2 separate regions of the Hordeum vulgare genome follow, and region 2 is linked to region 1. Evidence: chromatin contacts called from public Hi-C data. All regions are on one chromosome and are shown on one strand. Each heading gives the region's core, a stretch centred on a gene start, on an enhancer-like site or on the middle of the called end of the contact. The rest is flanking DNA. Distances are from core to core; before and after follow the strand shown.

Region 1 (7,163 bases), core at 3,463-5,962:
GGCTACAGCGGTACCGCGTGTGGTTACAGTGGAGGGGGTCATACCACTGACCGTCGCCGACTACGACCAGCCGAGGCGGCACAATGACGAGCACGCCCCCGTCCACTCCATTACCTGCTCTGACGTGGCAACAGTGCAGTCGGTCGTACCGTTGACCGAAGCCGGCTTCACAAGATGATGCGCACAATGCAGCGCACCCCGCCGCGTAACAAGCACGCACCAATGGCAACGCCCGGCCGGCGGACCCCACTTGCGATAAGACTTCCCCAGCCAGTGCGCCCCTGGCCGGCTAGAGAGGCTGCCAGCTGGGTCCCACCCGATACCCTTTATACCTATTGTAAGTCAGGGGGTTGGCATATAAAAACCCCTGGTACTGCCCCATGCAAGTGGTCGGCCGATCCCACACCACAGGAGAGGCAAAGAGAGCTCCCAGCTCCTTCTTCCTCCTCCATCATACAGCTCAAGGAGCATATGGTAGCCCCATTCGGTTTATCAACCAACACAAGCAGGACTAGGGGTGTTACCTCCCACGAAGGGCCCCGAACCTGGGTACATCGAGTGTCTCGCACCGATTGTCCCCAATCCCATTTCACAGCCTGTCGGCGTTCTTACGGACCCAACCACGTTCGATTAGCCACCCATGGCATCTGTCGTGAGCAAAGTTATCAGAATCGCGATTCTAAATCGCATCAGAGCTCCGTTGCTAGGATCATGAATCGTAGAATCATACCTATTGGGATCGTAGAAACTTAGATTCTATGAGCAATATCGTAAAATCGGAGGGGATAGTTTGGATTGTAAGATCGTAACATTCTAAGACTTGAGTCGTGCTTCTGACAACTTTGGTCATGAGAAAACGACGACAATTAAGCTTCACTCGATCGGGGATCGTGGCCAAATCCAGAAAAAAAAATGCCTCTCTCCAGTATACATCGATTCGTTCCACAACCGCCATATATGCATGTTTTTAAGATTGTCGAATGAAATGCTCGCTAGCATGGTACCACGACGACTCGACAACGAGAAATATCTACCACGACTCTTTTCAAACTCTCGATTGAATATATAGCAAACAAGACTTGATCGACAAAAACTGCCTTATGTGGTTTTTTATTACAACAACATATATAGTAGACAAGACTTGATCGAAAAGAAGATAAGGCTATTCAAATTCTAATATGATCTCTAAACTAACTAGACTCTTTCTAACAAACTTGCTTAATCAATCGGGACTCTAGTTAAGGGATAAGAGTAAGATTCCATGTTTGATGGGTTGGTCCACATAACAAACATCTCTCCCTTTCTTCAAAATCAATTTGTTCGCAAGTTGTACCTTGTCAATTACCCTCAAGGAACCTTGGGTACCAGTTGTGGAGCTATCTTGGTCGTAGTCGTCGGCCTCGATGAAGAAGAGTCGCACACAATGGTGACCCAACATAAATCCCATCGTAGTTGAAGCAAAGGCCCAAAACGAGGACGGTCTGCCAACTCAGTTGGGCTGAGGCGCCAAACCCGCCATGGCGGCGTTCACTTTGAAGTGGTCGAAGGTAGAATAGGTGCTAGAGGCGTTGGAAGTGGCGACACTGGAGTTGTACTGACCGCAGGAGGATCGGAGGAGGAACTCAAAAGGCTAGCGTAGTGATGTTGGAAGGAAATGCCACTGCTCGTAGGCCTTGGTGAAGGAGGTGGCAGTGTGGAGGTCAGATGATCAATGAAGCTTGATGTTAACACAAAGACCATTAGGCAGGCCTGCCGTGTACAGGTACCGTTGTTGGACGGTGTTAATGGCTAATTGTTGCGGCACTTGAGCGCTAGAAACTTGTGGGTGTAGTCAGCGACCAAGGAAGTGAATGGAAACGTGCCAACTCACCCAAGGGACTTGCTCGATGTGATGGCCCAAACTGAACGTGGCAAGCCTCCTTGAACTGCTTCCATGTCGCCTGCTGAAATTGTACTCGAGTTGTAAGTACCAGAACTGAGCGCCATCAGTGAGGTCGTTGGCTGAAGTCCAAACCTTGTCGGACTCGTTCAAGTGTTGTCAATGAAAAAACTGCTCGGACCTACTAAGGCAACCAAGAGGATCAACCGAGCCATCATATGTTGGGGGAAGTCGAGCTTGTGGAAGCGGGGTATGCCAGAACCTGAACCCGGGTCAAGGTGATGGTTAGGCAGGAGCGGAAGGCAGGTGATGGGCAGGGTGGATCAATAGATGGGTTCTGGAGGTGGGCACGGCCATATCGGTGTAAGGAATCGATTGGTGGCTGGAGGCATGAAGGCAATAGAGGTGGCAGCGATCTGCGGCTGGTGATGGTAGAGCTGTTGCTAGTAGGTGGGCGACAAAATTGGGGCAGGATTTGGGTGGGATTTGAGCTGTAAGGTGGGGGTGCGAAGTGGCCCAGATTGATGTGGCAGCTGACGAGTAAGGAGATGGCTGGAGGTGGTAAAAGGGGGATGATGGCTGGTGGTGGTTAGCAGGAGTCAACACATGGTTGTGTTGTGATGGCAAGTAGCTGGTTGATGGCAGAAAAGTAGGTGGTTGGGGTGGGCAATCGGTGATTCCCCACTCAAGAAGGGGGCATGGCAGGCGTTGTTGGCGAGGGGAAGCACCAGGGGTTAAATTGTCGCTGGGGAGGAGGGCCTGGGACCGTCATGGTCGGCCGCTGCAGCCATGGGATCTAGTGGCGTCGGCAAGGCTGCAGTCGTTGCTCGAGTGCCATCAAACACTGCACTAGCCCGACAAGGAGCGCCTGGTCCTCTGCTCGTTGGCGTGTGAAGGCATCCAATTGCTCCGTGATGTCCTTCATCTGCTCCACAGCCTCGATCTCAATTTCTGTGCCACCATCGTAGATGGCTCAGGTACCAAACTGGAATAATCTACTGGTGACAAAACCCTGATTATTGAAAAGTAGACGACACAATTCTTCTTTGCTTGCTTTATTTACAGGGTCAGCCCTTTTATACAGTAGACAAGAGTTGACCAACAAGCCGGTAAGTCCATTCAAACTCTAATACTTCAATCTAAACTGATAGGACTATTTCCTAAGTCCTAACAAACTTGCTTAATCAACCAGGACTCCATTAAGGGATAAGATTCCATCATTTGATGAGCTAGCCCACATAACAGAGTCAAATCCCAGTAATTATGAAGAACCCTTAATTAATAGTAAAAACATATAGACCCCATAATCACAACTATCTGTAGACTGTGTAATTTAACCCATTGAAACAACACTAGTACAGCCTACATGTATCAAATTCTGCCCCTGACACAGCATTGAACGCAGATAGATATCACTAGCATACTAGAAAAATGACATACAAACCAGATCTTGTGATACAAATGCCACATATTTTCCAATAATTTCAGAGTGAAGGTGTTTTCAAGTATAAGAGTAACCCAGAACGCATGCTTCTGAATGCAATGAGGAAGCAAACAGAACTCTTGATTAATAATAGCAAGATAGAAAATTTCACATAAGAAATTATAATCTTAGGAGTGTAATAATTATTACTAAGATCCATCCTACTGGCTTGCCAAGTTGCCAGCATATGGACAACCCATGCGACGCAACTGTAATTGAAGGGCTCATTATGAGCACCCCCATAAGCAATATAGTATAGAGATAAAATGCTAATTACTTATTCCATTAGGATAAGAGAAACAGAACATGATCCTAGCTATGAGCGCATATCATGAAATCAGCAATCTAGGGAAAAATTGATGAGCATCTGGGCAAAATGCACCTCCCAGATTAAAATGATTTATCTGCAATATCTTAAATTTATAATTGAAAAGCGCGGCCTTTTGGCATGTGCATCAGTAAATTGTAGTGTACCTGCAGCTGAGACTGCACAAGGTAGGCACCCAGCTTCTTCGCTGATGGATCATTCGGCTTGCTGCCGGCCGATAGCGACAGCGACTTGACAATGGGAAGGAACACCCCTCCAGCCCTCGCCGTGGTGCTGGGCATGGCCGGCGCGATGCATGCCTCACTGATGGTGAGACCGTAGGATAGGCCCAGAGTGCTTCCACCCAACCACTTGACGAAGTAGGTGGCAACGCGGTCGCCGAGGCCGGTCTTGACGAACCCCCGTGCAAAGAAGAAGGAGATGACGATGAGCCAGATGACCTCGTTGGTGAATGCCCCGAACGCCGCCGTGAACGGGAGCGTACCCGTGGCCACGGTAGCAGTGAGGCCGAGGAATGCCCACGCGCCGACTGGGAGCGGCCCGAGGACGAGCCCTGCGATGGTGGAGAGGAAGATGGAGAGGAGCTGCCACGCCTGCGGAGTCACCTCGGGGGGCCGCGGCGCCAGGAATCGCACTGCGAGGCCGACCGCGATGGAGGCGACGAGTGGGAGCAGCTTCGCGCCGGACGAGGCCGCGGCGAGGGGTGGCGCCGGTGCGGGCTCAGTGTTCGGGCTTGAAGCTTGGGTGGCGGACGCGGAGGCGAGGAGAGGATGGAGGTGGCGGCGTGTGGCCAGGGAGATGTGAGGGGAGATGGGGCGGGAGAGGGAGAGAGAATTAGCGGAGGGCTGCAGCTGGAGATGGCGGCGGCGGAGGTGGTTGTGAGGAGTGGGAAGCGGGAGAGCCGGGCGGTGGGACACCGCGAGGTGGATGCGCTCCATTGGCGCCCGCTATGTGCACGGCGGCGCGAGCGGCCGAGCGGGAGGATCGGGGGTCGGATACTGGTGGCTGCGGTCTTCGGAGAGCTACGGGTGAGATTGGGTTTATACGGGAAAGCATAATCCGCTAGGGTTCTGTACAGTGTACACACTGGCCCGTTGTGTCAGCGTCTTGGTGTTCGTTTTGCGGTGTTTTTGTTCTGTTTTGTTTTCTGCATGAACCCTTGTTTTATTTATATCATGGACGTATACACCCGCCCCCCTCCCCCTATACGTAAGTTTAGGTTCCGTAATTTTTTTCTTATTTCATACATAAAAAGACGTAAGAAAATATAAAAAAAAATATAAACAATATTGCATGTCACGTTAAATTGCAAACATAAAAACATATCGTAAAATATATATATATAATGTAATTTTTCTAATCCTATGCTTACTATGTTTGTTTTCTTATCTCAACTTTCACGTGGTGAATGAATAAGAATGTAACTAATTCTATTTCAAATGTATTTTATTTATGAAACGATCCTAAGGTTACTTCGGATGAAAAATAACTTATTCTGCATTCTGGTTGATGAATAGACTTTCTCGCTCTCTCTCTCTATATATATAAAATAATGTTAATCATCACTCAGGGTGTATAATGAGGTATTCTTCACTCGAGATAATTTTACGTTACATTCATAAATAAATTTTGTTTTGAATAAAAATAGCTACATGCATATATATTCATTATGTAAAATATGACATAAGAAAACAAAAACATATGTTACAAGACCAGAAAAAATGCATTTTATGTGAATTTTACACTATGTTTTTACGTTCGTAACTTTACATAGTGTAAAATATTTTTTACGATGATTCAATATTTTCTTACGTTTTGTTTTTAGGTAAGAAGCAAGAAAACAATTACGGGAAGCTAATACGTAGACTAAAAAGAACCGGAGGGAGTATGATGCATTGATAGTAAAATAAAAGGGGTGGAAAATAACTATTCCTCATCCAGGTTAACTATTTTTCATCTCTCTATTTTTACATCAATGCATCGTAATTTTATGTTTCAATTTTTTTTATTTCATACATAAAAAGAGACCGTAAGAAAAATATATAGTCACCATAAAAATATTTTATGTCATATAAAATTACAAACATAAAAACATAGTGTAAAATATACATAAAATGCGTTTTTTCTGGTCTTGTAACCTATATTTTAATTTTTTATATCCAATTTTACGTAATGAATCAATATTAATGTAACTATTGGTATTTCAAATTTAATTTATCTATGAATGATCGTAAGATTACCTGGATGAATAATAACTTATTTTGCATCCTGAGTGACGAATATATTTTCTATACATATATATATATATATATAATATATATAATATATTATACTATTAAAGGGGTGAACGCTTCTTCCTTTTTTCGTCTGTTTTTCGTTTTTGTTCGTCAATTATACATGGCCAAACTTGGCATGTTCCGTGCTTTTTTTTTGTCCAACTGACAAAAATATGGTTGAAAAAAAATGTTTTGCTCTATTGCAATTGAACTCAAGACCTCAACTTCCATAGGAAAAGCAACAACCACTCATAGCGTTTAATTTTGCTACTCTCTCTATTTTTGTTTATAAGTCATCTTAGGTTGTGCATCGCGATCAAGACGAAGAGAAAAATGAGAGAAATTAATGTTAATTTGTTAATTAATATCATTGCATGCAATAAATTGACCAGTGCATGTGAATGCTAGTTACACTATTCGAATCAGGGAATTTGCCATCAGTGAGTTATTTGTCCTTTGCTCGCTGATGGCAAAAAGCCTCTTTGCCGTCAGCTGTCATAAAACGGACGACAAAGCTTTGACTGATGGCAAAGAAAGTGTTTGCCATCAGCCAAATCTTTGCGCAGGCACCCCCCCCCCTTTGTTGTCTGCGAGCGGACGACAAAGGGGATGCCCTAACGGCCGACGCCACCCCGCACCCACCCCCCTCTTTGTTGTCTGCTAGCGCACAGCAAAGGGGATGCCCTACAACGGTCGCTGCAACCCCCACCCACCTCTCTCCCTCACTCTCTTTCTCTTTCTCTTTGTCTCCCCTCTCCCGAGCGTCGCCCCGCCCACCGCAAATCCCCACGCCGGACATCCTTCCTACGTCCGCCCCCACCCCGCAACCTCCCCCGAGCGCTGCCCCGCCCACCGTAGATCCCTACGCCGGCCACCCCTCGTAGGACCTCCTTCCTGCGTCAGCCCCCCATCCCGCAACCAGCGCTCCTCCCTGACACGTCTCCATCGTATCTACTTTTCCAAACTCTTTTGCCCTTGTTTTGGACTCTAATTTGCATGATTTGAATAGAACTAACCTGGACTAACGCTATTTTCAGCAGAATTGCCTTGGTGTTATTTTTTTGCAGAAATCAAAGTTCTCCAAACGTCGTGAAAATCTACGGGGAGCAGTTTTGGAAAATATAAAAAATATATCCGCCAAGTTCCACCTGAGGGGGTGGGCCAGTAGGCCACAAGCCCTGGCTCCGCCACCACCCC
Region 2 (7,163 bases), core at 2,921-5,420, 310 kb after region 1:
GCCAAACGAAAATCATACCCCGGTCGTTTTTGCATTTCACGAACGCCCAACCGGGATGTTCCGACATCCAAGAAACGCGTCGAACGACCTGCAACGAGCAGTCGTCGCACCGTGTGAAAGACAAAGATGAGCCGGCAAGCTTTTGGGCCAACGCCGAGCCATGACGACGGCCGGCCGCCGCCTTGCCGACGAACCTGCGACGGATCAGACCCGAGCGGCTAGAGGCGGACTAAACGCGTGCATGTGGCACCGAGGGATTGCTCGGACTTGGTGGACCGGCACCCGGCAAGTCCATGACAAGCGCAGCCCACCGGCGGCATGACTTAGCAAATCCCGGCGACAGGATTTGCAAAATTTCACCAAATCCCACCGCCGCCGCAGATCCAGCAATAGGTCTCCCGCATCGAGACGAAGGAGGCACCCCGCCGATGAATTTGCTACTGGAGAGCTAGGGTGGCCAGGGGGAAATGGGGTCGTTGGCCTAGGGTTTGTGTGCTTGCAAACGACATGTGAGGGGAAAGGATAAGGAGAGACTATGACGCCGACTAGCAGACCAGGGAAGGAGAACACAGGCAAGGCACGTGTTCGCTGGACGACGCAAATGACGTCCAAATTTGCACCCAAACAGACACGTGTTCACTGGACGACGCAAATGACGTCCAAATTTGCACCCAAACAGACACGTGTTCACTGGACGACGCAAATGACGTCCAAATTTGGGTCCAAACAGATACGCGCGGACCAAATGAAACGGCACACGCTAGAGTTGCTCTTTGTGCCTCTAGGATGATCAGGAACTGGACCACAAAGACAAGGGACGAGATAGAAAGCAAAGAGAGGAAATGGTGTACTACCTCCATCTCGGTTTATAAGTCATCTTACAAAAATTAAATAATCTTAAACACTTACGCAATAAATAATCTCAAACACTTAGGTACGCTGCATTAACTTTCACCTTGTTTTTTATTTTTTTGACATGAATAAAGAAATTAACCAATAAAAAAGTGAGGCGTGCATGATTTTAATAACTAAAGACTAATTAACACAACATGCAATGGTTAATTCATTGCGTGCGATGGTATTAATTAGTAAATTAACATTAATTACGACAAAGTTGTCCAGTCACTGTTTACAACTTCCAGTTTTTCTATGGACTCAACATGATTCTGATGTACACCTTGAATATAGACGACTTGACAACATCGAGAAGTACTTTCAGAAGCAGGGCAGCTCTAGTTCACGAATATAAATGGACACCAAATCACACATGTAATACTAAGATAATACTGTATAAAATATTCCTGTAACTTTTAGGCTCGTTAATTTGGTGCTTATAGCCTGATACCTGGCTACTTGCAAGTGAACTGAAAAAAGAGGTAAAACACATAACCTTGTGAAAAAGTAATCGGCCTATCAATTCATCACTTCTTTCCACCTCCAGAAACATTGAACTTGAAGAAGATGATGTCTCCATCCTGCACCACATACGTCTTCCCTTCCTGCCTGTACTTTCCAGCGGCCTACAATCCAATGACAAACGGTTGTGTTGTGAGTTTAAACATCAAAAAGCAACTAATACAGATCAAACATAGAATGTATGTGCACACCTTCACAGCAGATTCACTGCCTAGCTCTTTTAGATCTTCAAACTTCATTACCTGATCAAAAGAGTAGATGTATATATAGTACATGTATTATCAAGGTTCAAAATGCGCACAGTCATCTCAACAACGCCATGGTACCGGCCATAACAGTGTGCATTTCCTATTTCAACAAGTACCAAAATATCATGAAAGAGCACAAACAGAAATACATCAAGTTAACATTAGGAGTAGGAAAGAAGCTTCAGTAAACATCAAGATTGAAAGAAACAAGCATGCATGTATGGTAGGAGCTAGGGCTCTACCAGGCCTCTGCCTTAGGTTATAAGGATAGGAGGGGGTTTGGAGGAGACGAGGGTGCCGCAGCCGGCGCGACGGCGCCGTCTCGGCGCAGGGAGGAGGCGGCGGCTAGGGTTAGGGTTCCGGCTCCTTTGGGAGCCGGGCAATAGAATTGTCTTATTGCTTAATTCCAAAAAAGCTGTTTACATCGGTTTATATAATCTCGATAACTTGGGCTAAGCCCGTACCAATCCTGCCCATTGGGCCTCCTCCGTTGGTACGTAGTACCGGTCATAACATCTCTCCCCGCCTGCGCAAACAGCTCGTCCTCGAGCTGGAAGTCTGGATAGTGTTGACGGAATTCGTCACGCTGCTCCCCACGTCCCGTCCTCCTCTGGAAGGCCTTCCCACTGGATCAACAGGTACCACACCCCGCGACGTAGTTGGGCCTGCAACACCTTTGCTGGCCCGGGAAGGAGTCGCCCGTCGGAGGTCGGGGGTAGTGCCGGCGTTGCTGCCAGTGGCTCCCCACAGAAAGGCTTCAGGAGCCCCACATGGAAGACGTCGTGGATGCGAGCACTGGCCGGAAGCTGAAGACGGTAGGCCACCTTTCCGATATGCTCCAGCACCGAAAATGGCCCCGCATAGCACGGGCCCAGCTTGCGCTTCGCACGCGGGTCAAGGGATTGCGTAGAACGGTGAAGGAGACGCAATGTAATGCCCCAGAGTGTAATTTGCCTTATTTGGAACCTTCTTGTATGTGGGTCCATCTTGTCAGTGCCTTGTGAGAAATGCATGTGTTATTTCATGTGATGCTTACCTTGTCTTGTTTCCCTTTGCATGCATGCATCCATTTCATTCCTTGCCTCCTTTGTGATTGTTGCCATTGTGAATCCATGGTTTGGTGTGATGTTGATGTGCTATGTGTTGTTGAAGGTTGTATTGGGAAGTGGGGTGCTACTATGTTGGTTTGCAAATAGATTTCAAAACCCCCTCTCCATTTTCTCAAAGCTCAAGTTTCACTTGCCCCATCCTTGATTCAAAAATGTTCATATTTCAAAGTGTTTTATGGTGGATGTGATGCTAGGTTTAAAGTGTTTTGAATCCATGTTTGAGAGGGGCAAATATTCACAAAACAGTGTAATTAATTCTGTTTTGTAAATATTTTAAAGCTCCAAAAATTCCCTTTTCATTTTATTTAAATAGGTCATAATTCCCTTATGATCAGGGACATTTTTGTTGTATTTTAGCTTCAACAGTGCTACCTGTGTTTTATTTTTTGTCTCTGTTTGTTTTAAAATAGAAAACCCCAGTGGGTTTTCTTTTTCTCTACCCGGCGCCTTCGAGCGGGCTTTCTCCCCTAGCTGGCCCAGTAACCCCCCTCTCTCGCGCAGCAGTCCAATCCTTCCCTCTCCTGTAGACGCCGTCTTCTTCTTCCCCACCTTTCCGTCAGTTTTCTTCAGAGACAGTGCTCACGGACGTCGAGGCCACGCGTCCCTCGCCTCCTCCTCCTATAAAGCCCCCTTGGCGTCCGTGCAGGGCCTAGGGTTCCTCCAAGCCGCCGCCACTGCTTTCCTCTTCCTCCTCCCTCTCCCCAGATCGAAAGTAGTCGGGCCGAGCTCCTCCTCCGCCATGGCCGTACCATGAGGAGCTCGTCGTCGTTGTTGCAGTACGTCTCCGCCCTCTCCGAGCTGCCCAGGAGCACGCGGGACCTCAAGGGGATCCGTTCCCGCAGCTAGGAGGTGCAGATCGGGTCTGCTTCCATGACGTCGACGCCGTCCCCTTCTTCCTCTTCCACGCCGACGATCTCCTCCGCCTCGGCTTCTTCCCCTACTTCCTCTCCGGCAGGCTCGGCTTCCTCGACCAGTGGGTGAGCACGAGCAACCTACCCCTTCCCCCGTAGCTAGATCACGCGTATAGGGCCGTATCATCGCCGATGTTCTTCCCTCTGTCGTCGGCGCCGCCGCGTGTCGTGGAGCCGTAGCCGTAGGCCTTCTCGTGGCGAGTTAGGTAGTGGAATGGAACCGGGGATGTTCCCTCTTCCTCCCTGCGACGAGCCCGAGCTCAATTCGGTGTGGATCGCCGGCGGTGAGCCTCCCCTGTTCCGGCCACCGTCGGCAGAAGTAGATCCAGAGGGGGTTGCTCAAAAGAGCAGAGCCTCCCTCTATTAACATCCGAGCGCGCAGCGTAGTGGTAGGTGGGTTTTGGCGCATCTGGTGGTTGTGGGTTCGAGTCCCGCAGCGCGCACCCTTTTTGTGTTTTATTTTCGGCACAGTAGCAGCAGGAGCAGAGCTTACCCTGTATGTCTCCTCGGTTCTGTCGAGTGTCTGAGCAGTAGCGCAGTGGTGTTGGTTCTGTGTGCTGACCAGCAGGTTTGGGGTTCGATTCCCCCAAGCCACACCTTTTGTTGTTATTTTTTTCCTTTTGCTGATTTAGTTTGTAGGCTGTTAATTGCTTGGGCAGCAAGGTTTTGTTGCCAAAATATTTATTCCAGTAGGTTTCATCTATGTTTTAGTTAGTAGCACTTGATGCTTATGCTTGTGGTTGTGCTAGTGTATGTGTGAGCAAGCTTCCATGTATGTGTGGGCGTTAGTATGCGTGTGTTGCACTAGGGTAGTGTGTATATGTCTGTGTGTTACTCATGTTCATGAGTGTTGAGCTTATGCACTAGTTTGTGAAGTGTGTGATTGTGTGTGTGGGTCCCCCCCCCACATACTTTGTGTGTAGGAGTAGTGATTCTTGTGTGTGTAGGTGATCATGTGGAGTGTGTGTGTGTGTGTGCATGTGTGTGTGTGACACCCACATGCCAAGGCATGGCTTTGCCTTAGGCTTGTGTGCAAACTTGTAAGTGTGTGAGATAGTGATAGAGATGTGAGTGTATGTATGTGAGTGTGTGTATGCTTGAGGCATGTGTGTGTGAATGGTGATGTGCTATGCACACATACATGAGGTCTAAACCCTCATGTCATCATTGGATTTATGGGTGTGTGCAAATGCATGTGTAGGTGATGATCTAGTGAGAAGCACATGTGATATAGCACTATTTACCTCTAGGTGATTCCATGTAGATTTTCATCTTAGCTTTGTGCCCATTTGTTCTATGCAAGTACCTAGGTATTATATATGTTTTTGGGGTAGAATCATCCCAGAAATCCAATAGTGGAATCAGATTCCACTTTAGAACACTTTCTGGGAATGTCATTTTTCTGTTTTGTTCAATGTTTAGAGCTTGGTTCCATGTGATGTGATGAGCCCAAGAGGATGGTTCCTTGTTGTGGCAGTAGAGGGTGAACCCCTCTACAACATGGTGGTTTTGTTTTATGCTTAAGAGTTTATATGTGCAAGTTGTGCTTAGTCAAAGTAGGCATGTGGCTGAAATTTCAGCTTAGTGAAAATTTGTGATTTTCAGAAACTGCTATTATTTTCTTCCCTTGTAGTTGTGCTTGCAAAAGTTCATGTGTTGGGAATCAGCCCTTGCAATCAACTGGAAAGTTGGAGCTTTTGTGTTTGTCTAGCTCTCTGTCAATTTTCATTCCATTTCACTCCCTGTAGATATTGTTTTGAAAGCTGTGAAAGTCTGAGAATTTCACGAAGTCCTTGAAAACTGATAATTTTGGCCAAGTTAGCAGTTGTAGATCTTTCTGTGTGTAACTCCTTTGTATTATCTTTTTGCTCATGCTTGTAGAGCTTTTGAATAGCTTCTGCCACATATCTTATTTGGCACATTTGGGTGGCTGTAGGTGCTTTGCATGTTGCTCTCAAACTGCTATGTTGCTGTTTAGGACAGAATGTATAGTTTTGTTGTTTTGATGCTTGTGAGTTCATAGTTGATGGTGTGGTGAGTTTCTTTGCACCACCCCATCTATACTTGTTTGTTTGGTGATTTGGCAACCTGGGAATACCAGTAGTATGCCATTGAAGTGTGTTTGTGATGGATTTGATCCGTAGGACTCCATTTCTTGTTTCGTGGTTTCCGGTTGATCCGTAGCTCCGTTCGTAACGTTCTTTATATGTTTTTGCTTCGTTTTCGCGTGATGCATCTGTTCATGTCATCTTCATGCATGTCAAGATAGCTTAGGGGGAAGTTCTGTCCAGAAGTTTGTAGTTTCTTCTCATGCATATGCAAGTGACTATATTAGAGATGCATTTTCATTCTCATCTCATGCATCATGTGTATGTTGCATCATGTTGTGTTGTTGTTCATTGGATGCTATTTTTATGTTGGGTAGCACCGGGATCGGAGAGCGAGTACGTGGATCCGGGAGAGTACGTGCAGGACGAACAAGAGCAGCTCCAAGCTGAAGACATCACAGGCAAGATGACATGACCTTGATACCATCTCTAGTCTTGTTGTGCCTAGATTCACGTTTCCTTCGTCATATGCTCGCTGCCTACCACTGAAATAATTGCCTCCTGATATTGCCATGAAACCCAAACACATTCCCCTTCTAGCAAATATTGAATGGCTAAGTAGGCTCGCTCAGCTTCTAATGTTAGCGTTGCTAGTTGCAGGTGTATTTGTCTCATGTGATAACATGAGTTTGATATCATTATGTTAAATCTGTAATTTAATTAATGCACCTATATACTTGGTACTGGCGGGAGGCCTAGCCTTTTGCCGGGTGTTTTGTTCCGTTATTGCCGCCATAGTTTCCGGCTACCGGTGTTTGATTCCATAACTGATCGCTCCTAACACGTCCGGGGTTGTTATGGGGACCCCCTTGATAAATCGTGTAGTGTTAAGACTTGTCCGGCAGGACCCAACATTGGTTTTAATCTGCTAATCACTTAATAATAACTTGCATAGGGAATAGCTACCCCGAGGAATTTAATCAACACCCCGGGCCAGTGCTCCTCATGAGTGTTGGTCCAACCTGGTTGGCATGCGGGGCCACCACAAGGAAACTTGAGGTTTGGTTCTTGTAGCTAGTTCCATCCGTCGTGTCCTGAGGCTGAGATACGCGGCTCTTATCGGGGTCGTCGACACATCGGGAGGTTCTGCTAGTCTTGTCTTACCTTAGCGATATATCTTGCATATAGGAATCCCGGTGAAGCTTTGGTTCTCCCCAGAGTCGAGGTTTTCCTCTAAGGAATCCGGCAAGATCACGAGATTCGTGATAGAGGATTACTTTGCGGCCCGTGACCGTTTGTGATGGACTAGTTGGAGCACCCCTGCAGGGTTTAATCTTTCGGAAAGCCGTGCCTGCGGTTATGTGGCAACTTGAAATATTTGTTAACATCCGGTTCTAGATAACTTGAACTAATTCTAATAAAATTGTCAAT

What was found. A called contact is a pair of places that touch in the nucleus more often than the background predicts.
Region 2: a Hi-C map of leaf shows a contact between it and region 1, with 2.7 times the contacts expected there. The contact joins the enhancer-like site here to the promoter of LOC123413440 in region 1. A contact is called at or near these places in 1 of 6 Hi-C or Micro-C datasets (leaf) and 1 of 1 datasets of contacts at active chromatin or transcription factors (embryo).

The regions. Positions count from the first base shown.
Region 1 is chr7H:296,633,013-296,640,175 of MorexV3_pseudomolecules_assembly, forward strand. LOC123413440 (dicarboxylate transporter 2.1, chloroplastic-like) reads right to left here and starts at 4,713. Exons shown (of 4, transcript XM_045106373.1): 1 at 3,837-4,713. The coding sequence starts at 4,628.
Region 2 is chr7H:296,948,516-296,955,678 of MorexV3_pseudomolecules_assembly, forward strand. LOC123412419 (obg-like ATPase 1) reads right to left here. Exons shown (of 12, transcript XM_045105359.1): 11 at 1,608-1,658; 12 at 1,407-1,520. The coding sequence ends at 1,422. Among protein-coding and RNA genes, the nearest start is that of LOC123408003, 60 kb to the left of the region's middle. Within about 2 kb of position 4,171, at least 1 of the 3 cell types and tissues checked has open chromatin away from gene starts, as enhancers often do. A contact at or near this core is called in leaf, where this site is marked.